2 separate regions of the Canis lupus genome follow, and region 2 is linked to region 1. Evidence: chromatin contacts called from public Hi-C data. All regions are on one chromosome and are shown on one strand. Each heading gives the region's core, a stretch centred on a gene start, on an enhancer-like site or on the middle of the called end of the contact. The rest is flanking DNA. Distances are from core to core; before and after follow the strand shown. Region 1 overlaps ZBTB16 (zinc finger and BTB domain-containing protein 16). Region 2 holds the start of ZBTB16 (zinc finger and BTB domain-containing protein 16).

The links. A called contact is a pair of places that touch in the nucleus more often than the background predicts.
Region 2: a Hi-C map of blood shows a contact between it and region 1, with 2.3 times the contacts expected there. The contact joins the promoter of ZBTB16 here to the enhancer-like site in region 1. A contact is called at or near these places in 3 of 9 Hi-C or Micro-C datasets (amygdala, blood and liver).

The regions. Positions count from the first base shown.
Region 1 is chr5:19,205,917-19,211,164 of UU_Cfam_GSD_1.0, reverse strand. The region is part of intron 3 of ZBTB16 (zinc finger and BTB domain-containing protein 16); the gene reads left to right. Among named protein-coding and RNA genes, the nearest start is that of ZBTB16, 97 kb to the left of the region's middle. Within about 2 kb of position 2,219, at least 8 of the 20 cell types and tissues checked have an H3K27ac peak or open chromatin away from gene starts, as enhancers often do. A contact at or near this core is called in blood, where this site is marked.
Region 2 is chr5:19,302,784-19,308,031 of UU_Cfam_GSD_1.0, reverse strand. ZBTB16 (zinc finger and BTB domain-containing protein 16) reads left to right here and starts at 2,869. Exons shown (of 7, transcript XM_038536116.1): 1 at 2,869-3,018.

The sequences.
Region 1 (5,248 bases), core at 970-3,469:
GATACAGAAAGTCTAGAACACAGACTGAGTTCCAGTGTGCTGTCTTTTGCAAGTTAGTTTTATCCATTTCTAGTGGGGTCAGCTGTGTGGCTATGGGAACTTTTGCCTGTGTTGGGACAAAGCTGTTCTGCCCGGTGAGACACGGGAAATGGAGAAGCACCTAACTGCCAGCACCCCTGGGATTCTTGGTGGAGGGAAGGATTGCCAGGTCTGATGGTGCTTCTTTGAGGCCAGGGGGTCACCTGGGTGCAGTTGTAGAGGCCTGTAGACTTCCCTTCCAGGGCAATCCCTCTTCTCCTTCTGATGCCCTTCCTTTCAACCTTGGAGACCCATTTTGGGGAAGTGGCGAAGGCCTTCTTCTTCTGGTCAAGTGTTGATGTCTACTCCTCATCCCACATTACCTTTAGCATGTAGCCCCTCCAGCATTTGTGAGCTGAGCATGAGCTTTGGGGTTTGGCAGGTGTTCAGTCCTCGTCTGTAGTATGTGCTCTGTGACCTGGGGTGGATCTGTCTTCTGAACCCCATTTTCTACATCCATGAGGTACAGGTGTTGCCGAGCTCATATCAGGTTTTTTTTTTTTTTTTTTTTAAAGAATTGGTGACATGATGTATGTGATGGGCATCTATAGTACCCGCCCTGGCATACAGGTGGTGTTTAGTAAACGTTAACTGCTTCTGCTTTGCTTTCCATTTCCCTAATTCTGGATCTGTGACCCTGGGGCACGTGCCCATCACTTTGCCACAGAAGCTTCTATCTGCTGGCTGTTTGTGCTCTGCCCTCCCATTTCCCAGTCAGTCGTGTAAAGGCTATTTGGTGCTTTATATGCTTCGGCCTGCCACAGTCTTTCTGCAGAGCCAGAGCCTGCGTGGCTGTGCATGGCATGGAATGCCCTCTCCTGGGCCTCCATGGCTCCTCCTTAAGTTCCCTAATCCTTTGTGCTTTCTGTCCTTCTCCGGTCCAGGGCCAGGGATTGTGTCACGCCAGGTGGCTGGCTGTCCCAGCTTGTGTACTCTGTCCCCACATCGATGTGTGTTCCGTTCCTCCTCCTTGCAGGGTCACCCACACCCACCTGGCTCCCCTGAACTGTCCTCATCCTGCCCACCTCTCCCACACTGGCCCAGAGCCCTCTGAGTCCAGACGCCCCCGTGTCCGGCATCTGCTTCCTTTGTTCAGTTTTTAAAAAAAAACTCACCTCGTATCTTTTTGTTTCCCTCTAGTCTTATAGGTCATTTGGGGTTCAGTGTGGAGTTTGGAAGCTATCTGCCAGCCAGCTTGGCCACCCCCCAAGTGCAGAGTGTGGGTCTTGCGTTTTAGGCTCTCGCTGCTGCGGGCCCCTGTGTGGTCTCTCACTGTGTGGTGCTGGACACTTCCATGCGGGTAATGCACTTTGCAGCCTGTGGTTAAAGCTTCCTTGCCCACTCCGGAACTTGGCCCAGTGAGCATCCTTTCTCCTTACCCGTTCCTTGAGTCCAGCACTCTAGCCAGACCCATCTACTTGTTGGTCTGTGCTGTGTGCAGACTGACACAGCTTGCTTCCTGAGCTCTGTGGCTTTGTTCATCCCATTCCTTCAGCTTGGAATAACCCTTCCTGAGTCTTGTCAGATCTACTAAGATCCCTTATGCAACGCCATCCTCCACATGTCCCCATCTTCAGCCAGGATCAGTCATGCCGCCTTCTAAGGTGTTTGTATGTCTTTATCTGGAGCTCTCCGGGCACAGTCTTTCCTCTTTGTCCTCTGGTTATTTATGGACTTGCCTTATCCCCCTACTTGGGAGGCCGGGAGAGAAATTTGGAAACCTACCTCCTGACCAAGATGCTGGGCAAGAAATGTAAGCTTTTCAGTATCCTCATCTGTAAGATGGGAGCATTCGACCCTCAGAAATGCTGTGAGGCTCCCATCAGACACTTAGCACTAGGCCTGACCTGTGATCTGCTCTCAGTAAATACAGTTCCCCTCCCCTTTTATTCCTCTGGTGGGCTGTCAACTACGGGAGGTGGGGTCTGTCCCCATTATACACAGCACATTTCCTGACACGTTGTTGTAGTTGGTAGATACTGGTTGGATGGATGAGTGCAGCCAGGAGGACTAGGAACGAGCCAGGAGAACTCCAGTCTCCCACCAGGTTCCTCCTGCAATAGGAACAGTTGAGACTGTACCCCAGGGGCTCATGGGGGGCAGCCAGGAGCCCGCCGGCCAGTAGTGGCTGAGCATGTGAGCCAGTTCCTGCTGCGTTGGTGGTGCCACATGGGAGCGGCAGAGAGGGGGGCACTGCCTACACACTTGCCGTGGGCCCAGAGCTCCCCAGTTGAGACAAGATGGCTCTGGAACCAGCCACCACCTGAGGCCACGTGCTCCCGTCCTGGCTGAGATGCCACTTGGGGGTCCCCCGGGTACTGTGCCAGCTTGGGCAGCTGGGTCCCGTCTCCCTGGGCTTTCTTTTCCATACCTGTCCTCCTCAACACTGCAGTCTGGCTGTGCCGAGTGACTTGTCTTTCCGAAATGCACTTGCCAGTGCCCTTGGAAAGGAGGATTTGGTGACGGGGCAGGTGTGAGGGTCATTATAGTGCTTTAATCTGCCTTTGCAGATCACTCATAGGCTTCTTAAGACTCTGCTGTTTCTCTTCTCTGCTGGGTCTCTCTCTCATCCCGCCTGCCTCTCACCCCTGTGCCGGGATGTCTTCTTGATCAGAAAATAGCAACAAGGGCTTAGAGAGGCTAGACCACTTCCTGAGCTGTTCACACCCCCTGAGAAGCGGTGAAGGCCCCCGGGGGGGCATCGGGGTTCAGGGCTGGCCGTGCCCGGTCTAGGCCTTCTCTCTGATGCCCGTGGCAGAAGCAGGGATTGGTTCTACACCATCTGACTTCTCTCCCAGCCCCACAATAACAGAACTGTGCGATGTTTCAGAGGAGCTGTAGGTGAGATGCCACGGGATTGCCTGGCTGCTGGGTCTGGAAGGCTCCCTGCTGGGAGCCCACAGCAAGAATGGCCCACGGTGCCGACCCACTTTACAGACAGTCACCCAAGGGTTGGAGCAGCAGTGCAGAGCCTCGAAGAACAATCGGTCCTCCAGAACTGTGGGGACCTTTTTTTTTTCTTTCTTTCTTTCTTTTTTTTTTTTTTTAAAGGAGCAGGCCATGGAGAAGGGACTCTGGGACCTGGGTGCGGGTCATGGTGCCCCTGGCTTCCCCTAAATGTCGCTGCCTAGGACAGGCACATTCCTGCTGTTTTCTTCTGCTCGGTGGAGCTGAACGGTGCTCCTCACTCACTTCCTTGCTCGGCGCGCTGGCTGCCCCCACCCCCTCTTGGCTAGCATGGCCTGTGTTTGTTATTGTAGTTCTGGCACTGGGCCAGGCCTGGCTGGGCGCCAGCCTTGTGGGTACAGTGTGTACAGTGAGTGCTGAGCCAAGTTTGTCATCATACACGATTAATTTTTTTTTTTTTTTCTAATCTGGTAGGGGTGGGGTGAAGGAGGAGGCAAGACAAGAGTTTCTCGATGCTTGGAGAACAGGCCACATTGAATCTGCGGAGAGGTTATTTATGAAAGGATAAAATGCTCTCGCTTGTTCTTCCTTCTGGGCTCTTCCCACTTTCTCACGTTGTCTTCCTGTCCTCTGCATTTCCCCATCCAAGGAAATCAGCCTGTATGAGGCTGACAATGTGAGGTTTTATTTTCAGTGACTGGAATACTAAATTTACACTCCTAAATCAGTTTTCATTGTGTTGAAATTGACAATTTGTTTAATTAGAAGTTTGCCCTGTAGGAGGCCCTTCTTGGAGACAATTCTTTCTTTCTCTTCCTCTCTCTCTCTCTCTCTCTCTCTCTATCTCTTCCTTTTTTAAGACCCTAAATGGTAGTAGTGAATGTTCAGTTTAATTGAAGTTTTTATTTCGATTTGAATGCGTTAACTAATCAAGTGTTTATGAGATATACCTGATGATAACAATAAGTTTAAATTAACAAACAATAACCTAACTCATTAACTAATGAGATTGATCCGGCCACGCCCTGCATTCTCAGAGGCGGGTTTGGGAAAGGAGGTCAGGTGGGAAGCAGGACCATCTCGGAGGCTTTGCAAAGCTGCTCCTTCTCCAAGGAGAATATGGGGTGTAGGATTGTGGCAGTGAGCAGGGCAGGAACCCAAGCCCCTCCGTGTCCTAGGATCACTCTGACGTCTCCCTCCCCACCCTTTGCTTCTCCATCCCTTGTGGGGATTGGCCCCAGAGCATCTCCTTGCCACTCCTTGTTCTCATTTAAGTGGTGATTCCTAGCTCTGGGATGGCTGTGCACAGACCACAGACCCAGGCGGTGACTCCGGTTGGTTCTGGGACTTGCTGGTATAAGGTTTCCCATTAGGTAGGATTTCCCACCGCTTGGCTTCAGGACTGGTGGATTACAAGTGAGCACACCCAGAACTGCTTGCCCCTGTTTGGGACTTGACTGCATGCTATTTAGAGGCCTGCCTGTTTCTGTGGCCTGCCCCTATTCTGGGAGTGTCATTCATTTTTGCAGCCAGCAGACATTTACTCAGCCCTGACTGTGTGTCAGGTTCTGTGTCCTTAGCACTGGAGAGAGCTGACAGCGTCCCTGCCCTCAAGGAGCTTACGTCCAGTAGGAGAGATATTTGATTATAAAGTAATGATCAGAGAAGGTGGTGTGCGCAAAGCACCAGGAGGGAATTCCAGGAGGAACTCACAGGGGGACGGTGCCCCTTTTAGAGGGTGGTAGGCTGCCGAGAATGGAATTTTGAAAGGAACTGGTGGGAGAGGCCACATGGTGACATGCAGTGTCTGGGATATGCAGGGTGTGTCTGGGTGGGGGGAGAGACGGCAGGCTTTGGAAGGGAGCGAGAGGCAGGATTGTGGGGCCCCTGAGTAGCAAAGCTCTGTGCACTTTACCTGCAGTGCTGGGGAGCCAATCAAAGATTGAGCAAGGGAGTAACACTTTTTTTTTTTTTTTTTCCTGGAAAGAAAGAACGATGGGTTTTTTGAAGTAGACTAGCCTGGAGTATAGGATTTCTCAGACCCCCTTGGAGAAATGGCATGCCTGATGATCCTAGGGTGTGGTTGGAGGGCAGACAGGTCCCTGCCTCTAGCCTTGGGGAGGGGTGACCTTTCTCTGGAAGTCCGGTCCTGCCAGAGGTCGGCCCCCCTGTTCCCCAATCCTCTTGCCCTCTCTGGGCACCGTGAACCATGGCTGCTGAGAAAGCTCCCCTGATACCAGCCTCTTCCCCATATCTGAGGCAC
Region 2 (5,248 bases), core at 1,620-4,119, 96 kb before region 1:
TTTTGGCATCATTTGCGTCTACCTAGTAAATATCTGTAATCATGACCTTGAAGCCTTGTAAGGTCCTTTGCCTCCAGGAGAGGCCACAGTAGGTCTGCAGTATATTCCCCCAAGAGTCCCCAGTGGGGGAAGAGTGCCTGTGACAGCCTGGTGCATCTTCCAGTGGCGGTCACAAACGCAGAGGACACTTCATCTATTCAGGGGCTTTACTGCCCGCATCCCTCCGTGAACAGGCTTTATTCCCAATTCCTGTCAAGGTTTTAGTATGCAAAGTAGCTGCTTCTCCCCCAGAGGGAGGAGTCCTTGATTTATTTATCACGATAGCAAAGTCTACCTTTAAATTTTACAACTATTTTCCAGCTGAGGAGTTGGAATGAAATGAGTTGCAACATTTCATTAACACTCAATCAGAATACAGAATGCTCAGAACGCAGCTACAGCCTTCTTCCTGGGCATCTGTTTGGTTGAAGTTTTATTGTAATTCAAAACTCCCTCCTCAACTTTTGGCTGCGATGATGACGTTGAGGAGGCAGGGAAGATGACCTAAGCCTGTTGACCTGGTGGCCCAATTCAGTGGGGGACCAGCGTAGTCCTCGGCTTCCCTGGCTGCTAGCTCTCTGCCTCAATGGAGGAAGAGGAGAAGGAAAATCAGAAGCTCTTGTTCTCCTTTTTCTACCTTGCTAGAGACTGTACAATCTAAAAGTGAAGATCGTGAGCTCTGCCTCTGGAATGGTCTGATTTGAAGCCTCAGCTCCGATGTTCATTAACTAGCTCTGTGGTCTTGGGCAAGGCGCCTAACCTCCCAGTTTTCTCATCTGAGAAATGGGGGGAAATAATAGCACCTGCCTGAATAGGGCTGTAACGAGGATTAAATAACACAAGATAGATAATGTGTTGAGATGTATAGTCTGTGTTCAGAACGAGTTCTTACACACACCATCTTTTCCCCATAAGATCCCTTAGACCTAACATAGCCCCCTCTTCTACAAACTGCGCTGGGAAAGGCTGCTACCCATGGAAGGGATGTGAATAAAGGAGATGAAGGAGTAAGAAGATTTAACATGGAATTCTATTCAAAGGTCAATGCCTCTATTCCCGTCTCCAGCATGATCTCTTCGGAAGACTGAGGTCTCTCCTATTTTTAGACCTGTCTGAACGGTTGTCCCGGCTTCCCTTACTGTACGCTTCAAGCAAAATAAAAAAAAAAATAAAAAAAAATCACTACTAATACATGAACATCAGAGAGAGAGAGAGAGAGAGAGAGTGAGAGTGAAAGAGAGAGAGAGAGAGAGTTTTCTCCTATAATTTTCCATCCTGCTTGTTTTTAGGTGCCGTTATATGAAATCTCTGAACTGGGGATTCTCATCAGCCTTTCGGGGGACCCAAGGACATAGCTCTGGCTATAAATGGTGCCAGTTTTGGTGGGGGAGCTGCTGCTGCTTTATCTGGGCCCAATAAACCTTATCAAACTGCTGTGCAGCCAGCCTTCAGCGCTAAGTGGAAACGCTTGGAGCCCAATGCTGGCTCTCAGCCCACAGCCTCGCCTGCCTTCCTCCTTTTTGTTACCTTCTCCACCTCTTAAATTCAGGCATTAATCTCTCTTTAACACTTACTAACAAGGGCTGGGCTTTTTAATGGGCAGGGTTTATGAAGCAAGGGGAGATTTTCACATCGAGTGAATATGGCATGGGGGGGGGGGCCCAGGGCCATGGAGGGATTGTTCCTGTTCTCCCATTGTTTCCAAGGCTTCTCTCTTTCTCTGATTTGAGGATTAATAGGAGATTAAGATCAAGGGTTAATTGTGTGCTTCTCCTGCTTCTGCACTTAGGAGGGGCTGGTAGGTGGATGTGGATGGCAGGGCAGCAACCTTCGCACAGGCACCATCTCCGGGCAGAGACTCTACCAAGTTCAAAGATGGTTTCTTCTTTCCCATTGAGGCTCTAGCAGAGTCTTTCTTCTCTTCTTCTATCCCTCTCCTCCTGCTCTCCTGGCCAACCAGTGCTTTCTTAACTTTCTTTAAATGCCTTCCTCTTGAAGATAGCATAGACCTTAGCTAGGTAAACAGTCCATAACCGAGCTGGCTCTCTATTGTTTTTTTTTTTTTTTTAAGATTTTATTTATTTATTCATGAGAGACACACAGAGAGAGGCAGAGACACAGGCAGAGGGAGAAGCAGGCTCCATGCAGGGAGCCCGATGCGGGACTCGATCCCCGGTCTCCAGGATCATGCCCTGGGCTGAAGGCGGCGCTAAACTGCTGAGCTAAACTGCTGAGCCACCCGGGCTGCCCTGGCTCTCTATTGTTAATCAGAATTGATACCCGGGGACCAGACTGTTCCTTCCAGGGATGTGTTAGGTGTTGCTGTGTTCAGGGCTATCAGAGGGTCATTGGCTCCCTCCCTCCACTTTGAAGCGTCCTTCTCTGCCCTCTTCTGTCTTCTGAACAGAAGGCTGAAGCCCTTTCCCCGCTGGGAGACAGGACCATGCTTGCAGGAATGGAGCTGCCTGTCCCTGGGACTATTCCCCCTTTGCCTGTTCTTGTGATCCTGAGCACTTTGCACTCTGGCCTTCCGGGGCCCAGAAGCAGATTTTTGCCTCTAGTTGGTGTCTGCCACCTTCCATGACCCTACAGTTCTTGGGGCCTGACTCTAGATCTGGGGCAGTACCGGAGACAAACACCGTGATTATATGTGAGTCCTGAGCAAATCTTTGACTCACCAGTGTGTCAGGGACAGAATGTGGGGATTCAGGTCTCCCTGAGTGAAGCCCCTGCGAGGCTAAGACCGCATGACCTCCAGGGCTGACTGTCCGGAGACCCAGGGAGGGCGCTCTCCACCACCAGGCTCACCCCAACGATCCCAGACGTTAGCCAGCCACCAAGGCTGATGTTCAAGAGAGAGCTTCCACCTCCTGCCTGCGCCCTACCTCCGCTAAGCTCCAGGGAAAGGGGGTTAGAAGGGGTCTCTCCGCTGCCCACCGCCCGAGGAAGGGTAGTTTCCTCTGGCTTCTCTACCCTGAGGTTAGTGATCTCAACTCCCCCCCCTCCCCTTGGGGTGGAGAGGCCCGCCGAGAGGAAGAGGCTCTTTTGGGGGCTCTGGAGCTTTTTCCAGCTTTCACTCGCCCCCTGAAGGCTTTGCGCTGAGCAGGACGCGGTTCTCGGGATCCGTCTCCAACCAGGTTCCCGGGGTGGGGTGGGGTGGGGTGGGGTGGGGTTAGGGGTGGGAGGGCAAGGAAGGGAGCAGAGCCCAGGGGATGCTCAAGACTCCGGGGAGAGAAAAGTTGCTCTCGGCCTCCCGGGATCCCGGCAGCTAGCACGGGGGAGGGGTCTCCCTTGGGCGGCTGATCCCCGTGGCCCTCCGGCACCAGCTCCCCAGGGCCTGGGAACCGCGCCCGGAGGCGTCTCGCGATCCGGATGCCCGGCGCCTGGAGGCACAGAAGGCCTGGGCTCGGGCCGCGGAAGGGACCTCCGGCCACCGATGTCGCGGTCCCGGGGAGGCGGCCCCGAGCCCGGAGCAAAGTGAAAGGCGAGATGACACACACGGGATTGGGGCAAACACTGGAGCCGGGGACGAAACTCCGCGCCCGGAGGAAAGGAAAAAAGCCTGGGGTGGAAGGTGGGAGCTGCCCCCCCCCCCCCAAGGGTCCCGAGTCCCGGGCACTGCTCTCCGCGAGCTCCCTCCTCCCTCTCCGCCCGGGCGGTGAGCGGTGAGCGGTGAGCGGTGAGCGGTGAGCGCGGCCGCCGGCGCCCCAGCAGCAGCTAGATGTCAGGCGAAGCCCGGAGCGCGGAGCGCGGGGAGGGGAGGGGAGGGGAAGGGAGGGGAGGGGAGGGTGGGGCGGGGAGCGCGCGCGGGCTCGGCCAGTCCGGGGGGGTGGGGTGGGGTGGGCGGGCTGAGGCCGGGGACGGCGCGGGAGGGGGGAGGGAAGGGGGGCCGCTGTGGGCAGCGCGCCGGGCTCGGCCGCCAGCACTAAAGATGGAGAGGCGCCGGGGCCTCGCAGGGGAGGGGGCTCGGCGTTGACGTGGGACGCGGCGGAGGCGCCGCAGCCGGTGGTGATTTGCTAACCTCGCAGCAGAGAGGAGTTGAGGGCGATGAGAGCGGGTACTGCGAACTGCCGGGCGCTGCCGCCGCTGCCGCCGTGAGACGAGAGCAACAGTTCCCAGCAACAGCCGTCCCCGACGCGGCACACGCCCCCGAGCGCGCACACCCACCCGCGGCGCCCGGCTCGGCGGCGGTGAGTGAGGGCCGGCGGGGGCGCACCGCTCGCCGGGGGCGCGCGCCGGGGCGCCCCGGGGCCGGCGAGGTCGGGGGGCGCGCTCCCTCCGGCCGCTCGGCCGCGGGCTGTGCGCCTCGCTCGGCTCGTTCCCTTCCTGCTGCGGCCGCCGCGGGCTGGGGGTCGGCTGCGGGGGGGCCCGGCTGTCAGCTTGGGCGCAGCTGCCTCCCCAGGGCGGGAGGTGGGGGCCGAGCGGCCCGCGGGCGCGGAGGGCGCGGGCGGAGGGTCGGAGAGCCGGAGGCTTTGTACCCGCGGGGCGGCGGGGCGGCGGGAGCCGGAGCCGGAGCCGGAGCCCGAGCCCGAGCCGGAGCCCGAGCCCGAGCCGGAGCCGGAGCCGGCGGGCGCTCCCCGGTACGCGGCCCGTGCGCGGGCGCGCAGGGTTGTGGTCTGTTTGTGTTTATTTGCCGGCCGGCGGCGAGGCTAGAATCCGGGGCTCCGAGGAGCGGACCTGGGGGCGGAGGGGAGCGGGGCTCCGATCCACTTGGGCTTGCTTTCTCTTTGAAAAACGTGGTGGGGTCTGTTTTCCTCCGGACGGGGCTTGACCCCCACCCGTCTCCGGGGCGGGGGAGGGGCGGCCGTGGCGGGGCTCCGGAGGGTCTTCGGGGCTCTCGGCGGGGCCGGCCGTGGCGCGGGCGCTGGCGGTGCGCTCCGGGCGGCGCTCGGGGGTGCCCGGGCTCTGCACCTGATGCGTCGGGACGCGTCCCCCAGGCCGGGCGCCCGCAGCTCCCCGCGCGGCCCCCCGAAGGCTCCCGCACGCGCTCGAGGTGCGCTCGGCGGCGCCCCCGGACCCCTGGCGCGCACGGACGCGCCCGCAGCGGTGCCCTCGCGCTCCCCGGGGCGCTCGCCCAGTGCCGCGCCGGGCAGCCTGCCCGCGGCCGCCGGGGGTCACGGCCCTGGGCCGGCGAGGGAGGGCCGGCGGCTCCCTGCTCGCCTTTCCTTCCCCGAGTCGCTGTCGGGCTTTTGTGCTTCCCCCGGCGCGG